Regions from separate parts of the Drosophila melanogaster genome. Here region 1 is linked to region 2. Evidence: chromatin contacts called from public Hi-C data. All regions are on one chromosome and are shown on one strand. The core of a region is the stretch at or near the end of the contact, and the rest is flanking DNA. Distances in the headings are between cores, read along the strand shown. Region 1 holds the start of lncRNA:CR46094 (long non-coding RNA:CR46094). Region 2 holds the start of CG5854.

What was found. Hi-C and Micro-C count contacts between places; a contact is called where the count stands out from the background.
Region 1: a contact with region 2 is called in a Hi-C map of the S2 cell line, with 3 times the contacts expected there. A contact is called at or near these places in 3 of 107 Hi-C or Micro-C datasets (the Kc167 cell line and the S2 cell line) and 1 of 7 datasets of targeted methods (the Kc167 cell line).

The regions. Positions count from the first base shown.
Region 1 is chr3R:24,570,306-24,576,363 of dm6, reverse strand. It overlaps lncRNA:CR46094 (long non-coding RNA:CR46094), which reads right to left and starts at 2,594. Exons shown (of 1, transcript NR_133443.1): 1 at 2,060-2,594. All of the region lies in intron 2 of REPTOR (Repressed by TOR), which reads left to right.
Region 2 is chr3R:23,931,206-23,937,657 of dm6, reverse strand. CG5854 reads right to left here and starts at 3,746. Exons shown (of 5, transcript NM_142939.2): 1 at 3,598-3,746; 2 at 3,314-3,487; 3 at 2,726-3,094; 4 at 2,361-2,629; 5 at 1,694-2,294. The coding sequence starts at 3,631. The coding sequence ends at 2,025. CG13599 reads right to left here and starts at 6,019. Exons shown (of 2, transcript NM_142937.4): 1 at 5,664-6,019; 2 at 4,930-5,602. The coding sequence starts at 5,945. The coding sequence ends at 4,997. It overlaps RpS19b (Ribosomal protein S19b), which reads left to right and starts at 4,128. Exons shown (of 3, transcript NM_142938.2): 1 at 4,128-4,181; 2 at 4,248-4,568; 3 at 4,639-4,929. The coding sequence starts at 4,263. The coding sequence ends at 4,800. Rpt2 (Regulatory particle triple-A ATPase 2) reads left to right here and starts at 6,100. Exons shown (of 2, transcript NM_001300564.1): 1 at 6,100-6,334; 2 at 6,396-6,452. The coding sequence starts at 6,332. It also overlaps Gdh.

The sequences.
Region 1 (6,058 bases), core at 1,345-3,844, 640 kb before region 2:
AAATTGATTATATTTAGACTTGAGCTTTTTGTCCATGGTTATTTATACTTTTCCCCATGGGTGGTGACGTGCTATATTAGATAATGTCCAGTGGTCCAACCATGTTTCTCCACAAAAACCAGAAAATATAGCCATGAGTAGTAGTAGCAACTGATTGGCGATTGGCCCTGAACTTGACTTGAGTTGGTCTTCGGGAAAATAGAGTCAATGGTCTTGGCTTTTTTTTTTCTTCTAGTATACCGCCAAAATAAATGCTTAGTTGTGCTGAATGCGCTGTCAGTCTTATTTTTGTACATGTATATATTTTGTTATTATTTTTTATCAGCACACTTTGTTGTTGCTGTTGGGGCCAATGAACGTGTAGCTTGCAAATCAGCAAAAAAAAAAAAACGAGCTAAGGAAAATGGGAAAAAAATTGTTTATACAAGCTAGCAAATTGCTAAATGCTTTCCCCATCACATGCCGCGTGCATGTGAGCAAGCGTTCTATTTGAGCTACTGGTGGACGTATATAGCTCATCGAAAATCTAAAAAGTCCAGTGAAATCACGTTTAGCAAAGTGGTACGATTTTAGCAGGGATTAAATTGTGCAGCTTAGCCCTTTTTAAATGATTCTATTGATTCCATGGAAAGGAAGTTATGACTCTACTTTGACATCATCCGACGGATTATTTATTCATACTTTTTTTGATTCGCCAAAGATGGGGTAATTTAATTGATTTTCCTGGAATACTGTGAAATTCGAATCCCTTTGTTTGAACAGTTTGAACATTATTAAATGAGTGAAAATTAGTAGCGACCAAAATGGGGAGAAAGTGGAAAAGTTTTCTGGGGGTGGCCAAGAGAAAATGAGAAAACATATTGACACCCACGCATGATTCTGCGTGGTGCAGAAATGTGCCATTGTTATTTAGCCCTAGAAATGAGGTGTTGCCTCGTCTGGGGCCCCTTGTGCCAATTTCCATTTGATAAACATAAACAAATCGATACGCGTCACAACAACGTCTCCGCTGAATGTGGATGTGGATGCGGGGATGTGGGGCTGTGGGGATATCTGTAAGGACTGCATCAGTGTATAGACTTTGTGTACGCACACCAGCCGGCTAGCCCCCATAAAAACAACAACAAAAAAAGAGAGAAATAAAAAGATGGCAAAGAGAATGAACCAAAACCTTGGGGGTGGATTTTCGCCATTTTCCCGCTGCTGTGCTGGAAAATTACGACGCAGAAATGCTCGAGTTCGGAAGGACATCTCGGTGATGCCCACTCGGTTCGCCCACTTTACGCCCACTGTCCTTGACAGTCTGCGGTTGGCATTTTTGTTGTGCTTCTGCTTATTCATAACAAAAACAACATCGATTCGCGAGAAAGCCTTTCGCCGGGAAGCTTAGCGAAAGGCTTAAACCAAAGCTCTGGGCGTTGTCACATGGCCTTGTGGAAAAAGGGATACGCGGCCCAAAATCTAATTAATTAATAAGGGATTATTTATGCCTTGGCGTGCTTCCGAATTGGTCAAAATTCACAGCGAACGGAAAACTCGCGCCTATGCATAAATAAGATTGTGGATTGTGTGGGGAAACGACCATTGAAATCGCCGACGAAGGACAACGCCCACGAAAAAAAAGGAAGAAAAAAAGCTATTCAAGGTCTTCGAAGCTTTGCACTGCCTTGAACTTTGGCGCAGGAAAAGCGAAAGTGAAAGTGTGGAGCTTCGATCCCATGGAACCCGAATCGTAAAGCCCACGCATCCCTAAAGTACATATGTACATATACAAATGCATACATAGCTATGTATGTATCTAATCCCACTTTGTTACGTAGGCGGCGTCGGGTATCGGGAATATATATTGTAAATACTCAAATGCCGGCGCCCACGTCCTTGAAAATCATTCTACATGCCTCCTTGAACAGGGATAAATACAGTCGAGGTCACAAATATAACGATATGAAAATGAAAACGATATGAAAATGATATAAAACGATTTTCTATGTAAAGCTTACTTAAACGGACAATTTTATATTGAACAATTATAAATGAAATTTTGGAAATAACAAGATTTCAATTAAAAGGTTTATTTCAAAAATACTAACTAATTAACTGTACATAAATTACAATTTCTTTCTTTTGTATAAGAACTATTTTTATCTATATCCTAAATCCCTGCACTTCCGGTGCTATTATTTTCACCGCAGCTGTATATATGTACGTATAAACAATTTGTGCTTTTGTCGTGGCGGTTGAGGGTGTTAAACAGAGCGTGGGATCGGGCTGTTATCCTTGCTGCTCCCTACGTATCCTTGGCGTTCCCTCTGCAAGTTGGGTCGCAATTTCGTATTCAAGGACATGGTCGTGATTTTCTGCCACAGCAGCTACTGTATAAATAACAAATATACACATGTAACTCCGTGCGTCAGTTGGTTATTTTCCTCTCCTGTCCAGAATTTCCATTATGTGTCGCTAAAATTTAATTTAATCGAATTTGCAGACCCTTCATGTTGCCTGGTATCTTTAAGGTAATAAATTTCAGTGGGTCCTTGGAAGTTACAAAAATAAATGCAGTTTGAAGTTGGTTTATCTATGAAGAATTCTTGAATATATTAAATGTACATAAATGACATACATCACACATACATACATCATACAAGGCTATGATTGACAGTTCTGATTAATTCCGAAATGGGAATTCAGGGAAATCAGTGAATTCCTAGTATGCTTTTATCACCAGTTGAAATATAAACAAATAACGATTTTATCAGAATTCAATATAATATAAACAAAAACCCAACCTGATAAAAGCCGAGTAAAATATATCCGCTGAAGTTTCAGTTTTCCACGTTCATAATGCCAACTAAGCTGTATCGCATTACTCTTTAATGGGGCATAATTTCATCAGCTGAAAATATCCGAGAAGTTCACAGGAAACTCAGACAAATCGATCGCAGAAATGAGATACAAAAGTATCTAAAAGAATCCAAGTGATAGGCGGTGGATTCAGAAGTTGAATTGATACTGCTGTTTTTGCGATCTCTTGATTCGTTTTGTTATAAACAAACTAATAAAGATCGTGTGCAAAAAAAAGTGCAACGTCAGCGAGGAAAAACGCGCGCATTCTGCTTCTTTTATTGCTTGCAATTTTACTTAATTCTGCAATGGCAAAATACTTATAGTATTTTGTATTTTTCGATTGTTGTAAACAAGTTTATTTTTACACTGGCGAAAAATAAAATCAAATCGAAATCAAAGCGCCAGACAATTTCATAACAAAAATTTGCATAAAAAAGACCGAACGAGAACAACAACAACGGCGGCGAATGTGCAAGAAAAGGGAAAACAAGCTGAAGTAAACAACGAAAGTGACGTCAAAATAGAGGGTGATAGGAAGAGGAAACAAGAGAGGTAAGGGAAGAAGGAGAGAGTGGCGGAAAAGCTTTGTAAATGAATTTATTTAATAATCAAATGCAAAAAGCAGAAGAATAATAAAAACCAAAACAACAGACTGTACTCGAGCTTTTTGTTCCGCCTCTCTTATTCCCCTCTTCTTGCTCTCTCTCCAAAATGGAAAAGACGAAGTGAAAGAAGCAACAGACATTCGTTAGGTGTGTGAGTGGGAGAGATGGTGGGGCATGCGCTCTCATAAGCTGCGCTACTCACACCGAAAAAAATATTTAATACCAATGTGTAATTTTATTAAATGAAAACAAAAACTATCTTGGTTTTGCATACCACTTAAAAAAATATTCTTTTAATTTAATGTAGGGACCGGTTTTTTTCCGTGTTCTCTCTTCCAGCTGTACAATCAAAACAAAAGCGATTGGAGAGCTTTTGGCGCTCTGCTTTTTGGCTTTGTCGCCGAGCTTTGCACACTTTTTATCAATCGGTCAAGAACGTTTGACGAGCGCAGACCAACAAAAATAATCCAACAAAACGTTAAAGAGACTCCAGAATACAAAACCAGTGTATTGGGCAGCACATAAAAGCACACATGCACACAAAAAGTGTTATAATCAAAATAAAAGAGAGAAGGAAAACAATTAACGCGTACCGAGAAGATTGAAATAAATCAGAAAACCGAAAAACCAATAGATTTGTCATAATAGAAACAAGTTTTTTGAAATAGCCGCATTTAACGAAACGAACTAGTTTCCGAGGCAACGACATAAAAAACCATACCAATTTGCATAAATAAATAAACCAACAAACATAAACGCTGCCAAACTTGACGAATGCTTTGGAATTCGCCTACCGAATAATATAAACGTGTATATTGTTGTGTGCGTACATATATGTATATAAATTCTTATTAGAACCCCACTCCAAAACAAAAAGAACAAAAATAAAATACAGAGAGCGCAGAGAGAGCAAAAAGCCCCAAGTTTAGGCTCCGCTCTCTCTTCCATCGATCAGTTGTTCGCTTGCCGCTCAGCTGCTCGGTCGAAACCGCAAAATTGACAACAATCCGAAGCGAATAAAGTAGCTGAAAAAGCAAACAAAGCTAATCAGAATTTGTTGTAAATTTTTGCCATTAATTTAGAAGCGAGTTTCAACAAAAATTATTGAGTGCCGCAACCCGCAGTACGGAATAATACAAATAATAAATTAACACCAACTTTGTCGCCACTGATAAGATTTCTCCCCGCTTATCAAAATTCGTGTATGTAGCAAACCGAGTGTGTTTGGCTTGGTGTGCTGTGCTTCGGATGAGATATACTACAAATGTGCTTCATTATAAATAAATTTTCGTCTTAATCGCTACATGTGTGACCTAGTTAAAAAAACAACTCACACTCACGCATGAAATAACAATGAAATTTACATATAAACGTGGACCGCACCATATGCATAATAATTAATAACGAAAAGCGAAAACGAGGATGTGGATGAGGAAAAATTAAACAAAAATACAATATCAATTAATTTGTAAACACCGCGAGAGGGATTTGTTTAAACCGTGTGCATTTAATTGAAAATCTTCGAGGAAGTAATTTAAAAACGCTTTTACAACAAATCATCACAGCATCATTTTCTGACTTGTTTATACGCAACGAGGTGTAAAAACGAAAAAAAACAAATAAGGTGGGTACGAATACACATAAATAGGTGTATTAAAAAATGTTTAAATATCTTTTAAACGACAGAGGGGATGCAGAATGAAGAAGTTTAATCCAAACATAAAAATTTATATGCTATTTATATAATCGTGCTGTTCATGATAAGGATATTCTGTAAGGAATGCATGAAGGTTTAACAAGATTTATTTTACCGAGAAACATCTATTAATTGGACTAAAAATTTGATTTATGATCATGTTTGAACTTAATGGTTCAAACAGTCGAAAGAAATATTTGTAGTGTTGTCATAGGATCGGCATAAATCCTCAATGTTTACAACTTTCTAATGCAGCGAAGTACAATTTGTATGTAGCCCCCATAGCTGCGCTCACCCCACTTTCCTAAGCCGACACACTGGTAATTTATGATCGCAGACCAATTAAAAAATTAACTTAAGCCCAAAAAGGGGCTCCATCCACACAGCCACATCCCCACTATCCCCAACATAGAAACCGAAAACTTGAACAACAAAATCTAGCCTGCCCTTTGAAATGTGAGACCCACAAAGGCGAAAAAAAAAAAACTAAACCAAACCAAATTCGAGTCAAACAAAACAACAACAATAAAAGAGCATAGTATAGCACATAAACCTATAAACATTCCGAGTATTATTTATGTATCGAGCACACTGTGTATAGGCGACTTGATAGCGGCTTAAGTTAAGCATTTCCTGTCGCGTCAACAGAATCTTTTGGGCATCAAAAGAGTCCCCACGGGGCCATGGAATTCGTTGGGATACAAAAATATGAATCTTGTCTTCTTTTTTCTCCCTCGTTTTTTTTTTTTTTATTCTTTTCGAGAGGTCTATTTTTTCCCCATTTGTGCAAATAATCAAAGGCAAACACACACAGACACTTACAAATGAAACAAAAGGAAATCAACAGAAATTTGCTGTGTTGTTTGGCAACAACAAATTAAATTGAAATTGATTTCAATTTGAATTTTGTTCG
Region 2 (6,452 bases), core at 2,497-4,996:
TATATTTTAAATAATTTTCATCAATTTTAGATCATTGCCGAGGCTGCCAACGGCCCCACCACCCCCGCTGCCGACAAGATCCTCATCGATCGCAACATCCTGGTCATTCCCGATCTGTACATCAACGCCGGTGGTGTCACCGTCTCCTTCTTCGAGTGGCTGAAGAACCTGAACCACGTCTCGTACGGTCGCCTGACCTTCAAGTATGAGCGCGAGTCCAACTACCATCTGCTTGGTAAGTTTATCACACTATTATTATGCAAAACAATAGGCTCTTGAAGGCACTTGCTCCTCATCTCGTTATCTATCAATCTATCTATCTATCTGAATAAGTATACTTTGGCCCATTGATCATGCCATCTCATTGATTGGTTTATGGATTTAGTTATGCTATTTATTTTAGAAAACACAAAACCTATTAGAAAAGCGCTTGCTCTTTCGGCATTTGCTCTTCCCATATTGGTTCAGTACTTCCAAATTTCGTTTCTCGTCAATTTACTTTCGATTTATTATCCACCTACACCTGAAAATCAAACCATAACCAAGAGACTCTAAGATCGTTATATAATTTTGAAGTATCATCTAAGTAATTCGTTGTTTATTCTTCTTCTTTTTCCGTTTCTCTATCAACAATGTAGCCTCAGTCCAACAGTCAATTGAAAGAATCATTAATGACGGTACATTCTGATTATTAATTCTTTTCGTTACCACCTATCCATCCTTAAGCCCAAAAAACTTTTTCTACCTCATGTTTACCTTTTTTGTAGTTAGTTTTGTTCTGTAACGTTTATTTTGTGCATTTATTACTTGTTGCTTTATCCAAAAAAAAAAAAACACAATATCATAATCAGACTAATACCAGGAACCATCCAATCCTATGCTTTAATTCGGTATCTAATTATTTGGTGGCTTAAAAAACCCTGTCATATATGTATATGTGGTCCCTTGAGCATGTGGCACTCTTAACTAATCGCTTTGTCCTTTTGTTTCCCCCATCGCTGTTTTCCTGCAGAATCCGTTCAAGAGTCCCTGGAGCGTCGCTTCGGCCGTGTGGGCGGTCGCATCCCCGTGACCCCCTCCGAGTCGTTCCAGAAGCGCATCTCCGGCGCCTCCGAGAAGGATATCGTGCACTCCGGCCTGGACTACACCATGGAGCGCTCCGCCCGCGCCATCATGAAGACAGCCATGAAGTACAACCTGGGCCTGGACCTCAGAACCGCTGCCTACGTCAACTCCATTGAGAAGATCTTCACCACATACCGCGATGCCGGCCTGGCCTTCTAAGCCCGCTGAGTGTGCTGATTAGCCCCCAGACTCTTAACTAGTTAATTAAGCAATCGAACTCAAGAGCATAACTATTGCTATTGCTCCATGCACCGCCGTCTTAGATGAAAAGTCACAAAACCGAAATGCAAGAATCGTAATTTATATCTATGGCAATTGGAGCTGGCCAAAATAACTCTTTTAAAAAACAAAGCAAAACAAAAGCGAACTTTCGCCCGTGTTTCGTATTAAGTTGAACAAGTTGCGAGCTTATTATTGTTGATTTTCTGTAATTTTTAAGTTAATGAGCGTCAAAGTGAAGCAATTGCATTTTCAATTATGTATCGCAACGTCTCGTACCGTCAAGTCACGTTTATCGTACGATCGCTCCGTTGCCGTAACATTAAAATAATCAAATATACACAAAACTAAACTCTAAACAAGTGCATTTTAATTGTCGATTGCGGTTGGTCACTTAGCTAATCACAATGGAATACTCGTACGCAAAAACGTATATATCGCTGGATCGACTGGAATGTATCAAAAATATATGGGTTCTATAATACTATAAGTACACTTTTGTGATTAAAAAAAACGGAGATACAGCACAGCGTGCATGTGAGAGTATCCGTGTCCGTATACAAATTGGAAGAGGTTTGATAATCGTTTAAAAAACTAGTGGATTACAAGCTACAGGGAATAAATGTCTCCGGGTCCGAGTGCATGTCAACGTGGTGCAATCTTTTGATAGAAGTAGTGAATCAAAGAACCAACGATTTCGGAAACAATTGCTGCTTCACATAGTCGTTAATCATCTCCATGAGCAGCTCGCGAGTGACTTTCGGATGCTGCAGCACGTAGCCAAAGTCTTTCAGTTTCGTGTTATCCAAGTAGAGGTGCTTGTGCTGGAGCTGCTCCTCATCTAGGTACGGTGTCAGCGGGGTGTTGTCGATGCCATTGCGCTGGCAAATCTCGGCCCAGGGTGCCATGTGCTTGTCGTTGATTTCACTGACGGTGTCCGTGGGATAAAGCTGAAAATTCAAGCGAATAATAAACAATAAGCTGAAGCTTAGTGCGCCGATTAAATGCTAACTTACTTTTGCCAAATTCGACATTACAAGGCCGAAGAAATCCAAATTGATGTCGAAAATATCCACTAAAAGATTACTAATGGTGCCCTGCGTCGATGCTGAATCATCGCAGATGTTGTAGATCTGACCGGCGGTCTTGGGACTCTGAGCCAATTGCCAAACGGCAGCGCACACGTCCGATACGTGCACAGTATTCAAACGCATGGCATCGTTCCACAGCAGCTTCATTGTCTCGTTCAGGTATTTGTATATGGCAGCGATTATAATGCGCGGCACTGTAAACGAAAGGCAATGGGTGGTGGGTTCGGGATTAACCCATGGGCTTTGTCAATTACATCAATTATCGGGTATCAGCGAAGAGGGACACTCACTCAAATAGCGCTTATCGCCAATGCCATAGACCACGGGCAAACGGACGACCGTGTAACTGAGATCGTCGATGTTGGCCAGTTCCTTCTCCACCTTGAGCTTCTGCTTGGCCACGCCCGTCCAGGGATCCGTCTTGCAGTCCTCTTTTAACGGCGTCTTTTCGCTGCTGTTCACACAACCAGAGCTGAGTTCCACGTATCGTTTGACCCGCTGGTTAGCCGCCTCATTGGCGCAGTTCAAACTGAGCTTCAGGATACCCTCCTTGTATACGGCATCATCCTGGTTGGCACGCGTCTCGGCCGCACAATTGATGACAATGTCCCAGGCCCGTCCAGTGGTGGGGTGTGGCGCAAAAGCCGCCTTGCATGAGGCTGTATGAAAACAAAGGGAAGCGTTCTATAACCAGTTTAGGTGCAACAAATGCATTAGGGTGGCTCGTTACGCGCAGCGATACCAAGGTGGTACTTGAAAATTCTATATCCGATAGCGCTTTCCTTTCACAAGAATGTTAATTGCGGATTTTGGATCTCCATAGGAGTTGTGATCCGCATCCTGGTGGAACGAGCCACCCTAATGTAGTGATTACCTACCGGCGTTTATTAGGTTCGCGCTGCAGAACTCCACCCGATCGCTCTCGAAGACCCGCGTCTGCTCCTCGTTTAGCCATGCCATCTGCGGAGGGGTCTTATCGGCCAGTCGTATTTCCTGCGCCAGTTCATTGTCCAGCAGATAAGTGGCCAAGTTGCGTCCAATGAAGCCGCAGCCTGCGGGAAGAGGAAGAGCAGCGATGCAGTCAGCGATGCTGATAAGCGGAAGTGTGGAGTGGGGAGCGGGGGCAGGATGACGATGAGGAGGATGCAGCGGGACCACTTACCACCCAAAATCAGAACAGTCGGCTTTTCAGACATGCTGCAGGCGCGACACGGTCAACCGGAATGCGAATGAGTCAAGTCGAAAGATATATATTTGTTAGCGCTCGAAATGCTTTTTGTTGTTTTGTTTGGCTGTATTTCTAGTGTGACCATCCCGTGATCATTCTTAAAACAAGAAATACCTTCAATGCTCCACAAGCTGGTCACCCTATGGCGCTGTATTCAAACCTCTTCGAATGCTCTTCAATTAGCGTAGAACGTTTTATTCATTTATACAAACCAAAATACAGCAGTTCTTTGATTCTTACTCCATAGGGCTTCAGTGTCATAAAATTGTCCTTGTTAGTCTACCTTAAACCCCCTGTCACCAAGAACAGTAGTTTTGCTACATTGCGTTCCTTTCCAAGTTTATAGGTTAAGTTTTCGAAAAGAATTGCCAAGTTCACCAATACTGCACGACAAAACTATCGGAAAGTAATCCTTTGGGGTCAATGACCTGGTCCCTCTTTCAAACGTCACTTGCCAATCGTCCATTTTGACTAAAGTCAGCAAACTAACCGGAAGCAAACCTTTTTCTTCTCAAAAGGTAAGACTTTTTTAAATACATACATACATATATCGGACCCATGAGCCTTAAAAACGTGCTTTCAAGAACGTAGAGAGCAACATGCCTGGAGTCACAGTAAAGGAAATCGATCAGCACGTTCTGACCAAAAACATGGCTGCTTTTCTCAAAAAATCCGGAAAAATTTTTGTGCCCGAACAGGCCGTCTATATGAAGACTGGCAAGTTCAAGGAGACTGCTCCTACCGACGACGACTGGTTCTACACTCGCTGCGCCTCTATTATGAGACACCTGTACCTGCGCAGTCCCGCCGGCGTTGGGGCCTTCACCAAGGTCTATAGCGGGCGCAAGCGCAACGGTGTTCGTCCGTCCAAGCACTGTCGCTCATCGGATGGCTGTATTCGCAAGGTGAGTGGGAAATGGTTGTACTTTAAGGTTATATTTAATATTACTTAGCATGTATCTAACACATGAGCAGGCTCTTCAAGCCTTGGAAGCTGCTAACATGGTGGAGAGGCACCCGGATGGTGGTCGTAAGCTGACTCCGCAAGGACAACGTAACTTGGATCGCATAGCCAACAAGATTGTGGCCAAGCAGCGAGAGCGCAGTGCACCAGTTTCCATGATTATCACTACCTAAGATGATAATACCAATACCACGATGGATCATCTTTGAGTGCCTTGGGTTTTCAAAACATTCTCAATAAATCGAAACCAAAAATAAAATTAAACAATTATATACATAATAAAATAACTTAATACTTGAAATATAAACGATTCGAAACTTTATTTTTGACACAAACACGCCGAATAGCAAGAATCCAAGTTATAAAATGTTAGCTAGACCACAAATCTCCCGATTTTTGGTTGCCAGGAGCTCTGAAACCGCGAACTATGACCTCGGCCTGCCACCAACCGCTGGTTTCATTTGCTGCTTTCAAAACGTCATGCTCTTCGTTGGTCTGGCTAACGTCTTCCCCAGATTTATCCAGATTCCGCACGCCAAGATCGTGGTAAATATCCATCTCCTTGCAGCAGCGTAATTCATTCGGTGTGTTTTCACTGCAATGCAGTAGATGCAGGTGTATGTTCTTGCAGCTGCGCGGAAGTTGGCTTAATATATGCTTTGGGATTAGATTAAAGGAGTCACAATGGGATCCTTGGGGTCGATCGGAGTCTGTAAGGAGCTCCATTTCTAGAAACACGTTGGTGACTTTTAGTTCGGTGGAGAATAGCCTGTACAGCTCCTCGCAGGTGAGCAGGCGGAGCAGCGCCTGGTTGATGCGACCTTCGGGCAGAGCATGGTGCTCGCAATAGTGATCTCTGGATATGGAATCATGTGGTATGTGCAGAGTATAGGCCTCCGAGGGCATGAACATATTGTTGCCAAAAAGAAATCGCAGGCTCTTCACTTCAGAGCTCCTGAAGGCTTGTCGGATGATCTGTAGGAGAGAACTGGCAAGTAAAGACCAAAAGAAGTCCTGGATGTAAGGGGAACCTCACCTCTCTCATGTCACTAATAGATTCCTTGGTGGCCTTTGCCTTAGAGCGCTGCTGGTTGCGTTGGTAATGAGCAAAGGACTCCTGATCCTTGGATTCTCCCGATTCATCAGCATCTGACCATTTATCCACATAATATTTGTATGTTTTGTACACGAAGGGGATTTGCCGGCGTTGATAGAGCAAGAAGTCCAGGATGCCATTCACGAACTCCGCTGTTGTCCCACTGGTCAGAACCTCAATGTTATCCAGTTTAAGATCAACATTCTTGACATTTTGATCCATTAAAAGGTCGCAATATAACAAATTTAAACAAATGCTCTTTTCGCACTAATTGCAAACGTTGCCAGACTGAAACATTCAGTTTGTTTACAGTAATCGATAAGTATATAAAACAGTGACTTTTAAAATTTGCTTTTTTCAAGTCTTGAATTCATTTATATTTTGGTTGTTAATCATTACTATTGTTTTAATCCGATTGCTTAAGCATTTCTTGCCTATTTTAATTTTCACGTTTTTTTAAAATATTTGTTCACCCTTAGAGTTGCCAGACCTTCATGTTTCCATAGTACGGCAACACAGCTAACGCGAATGACTAGTAATTTTGTTGCCGACAATAAAGAGTAAAAAGTTCATCAAACGTTCGGCAAAGCAGCAAGCACCAAGACAAAATGGTAAAATAGCACCTTCAGAACACCCTGAACTCATTTACGATCGGGAACAATACATTTGCAGGGACAAAACCAATCGGCTCAAGGGGGAGCTGGCGAAAAGAAAGATGACAAGGATAAA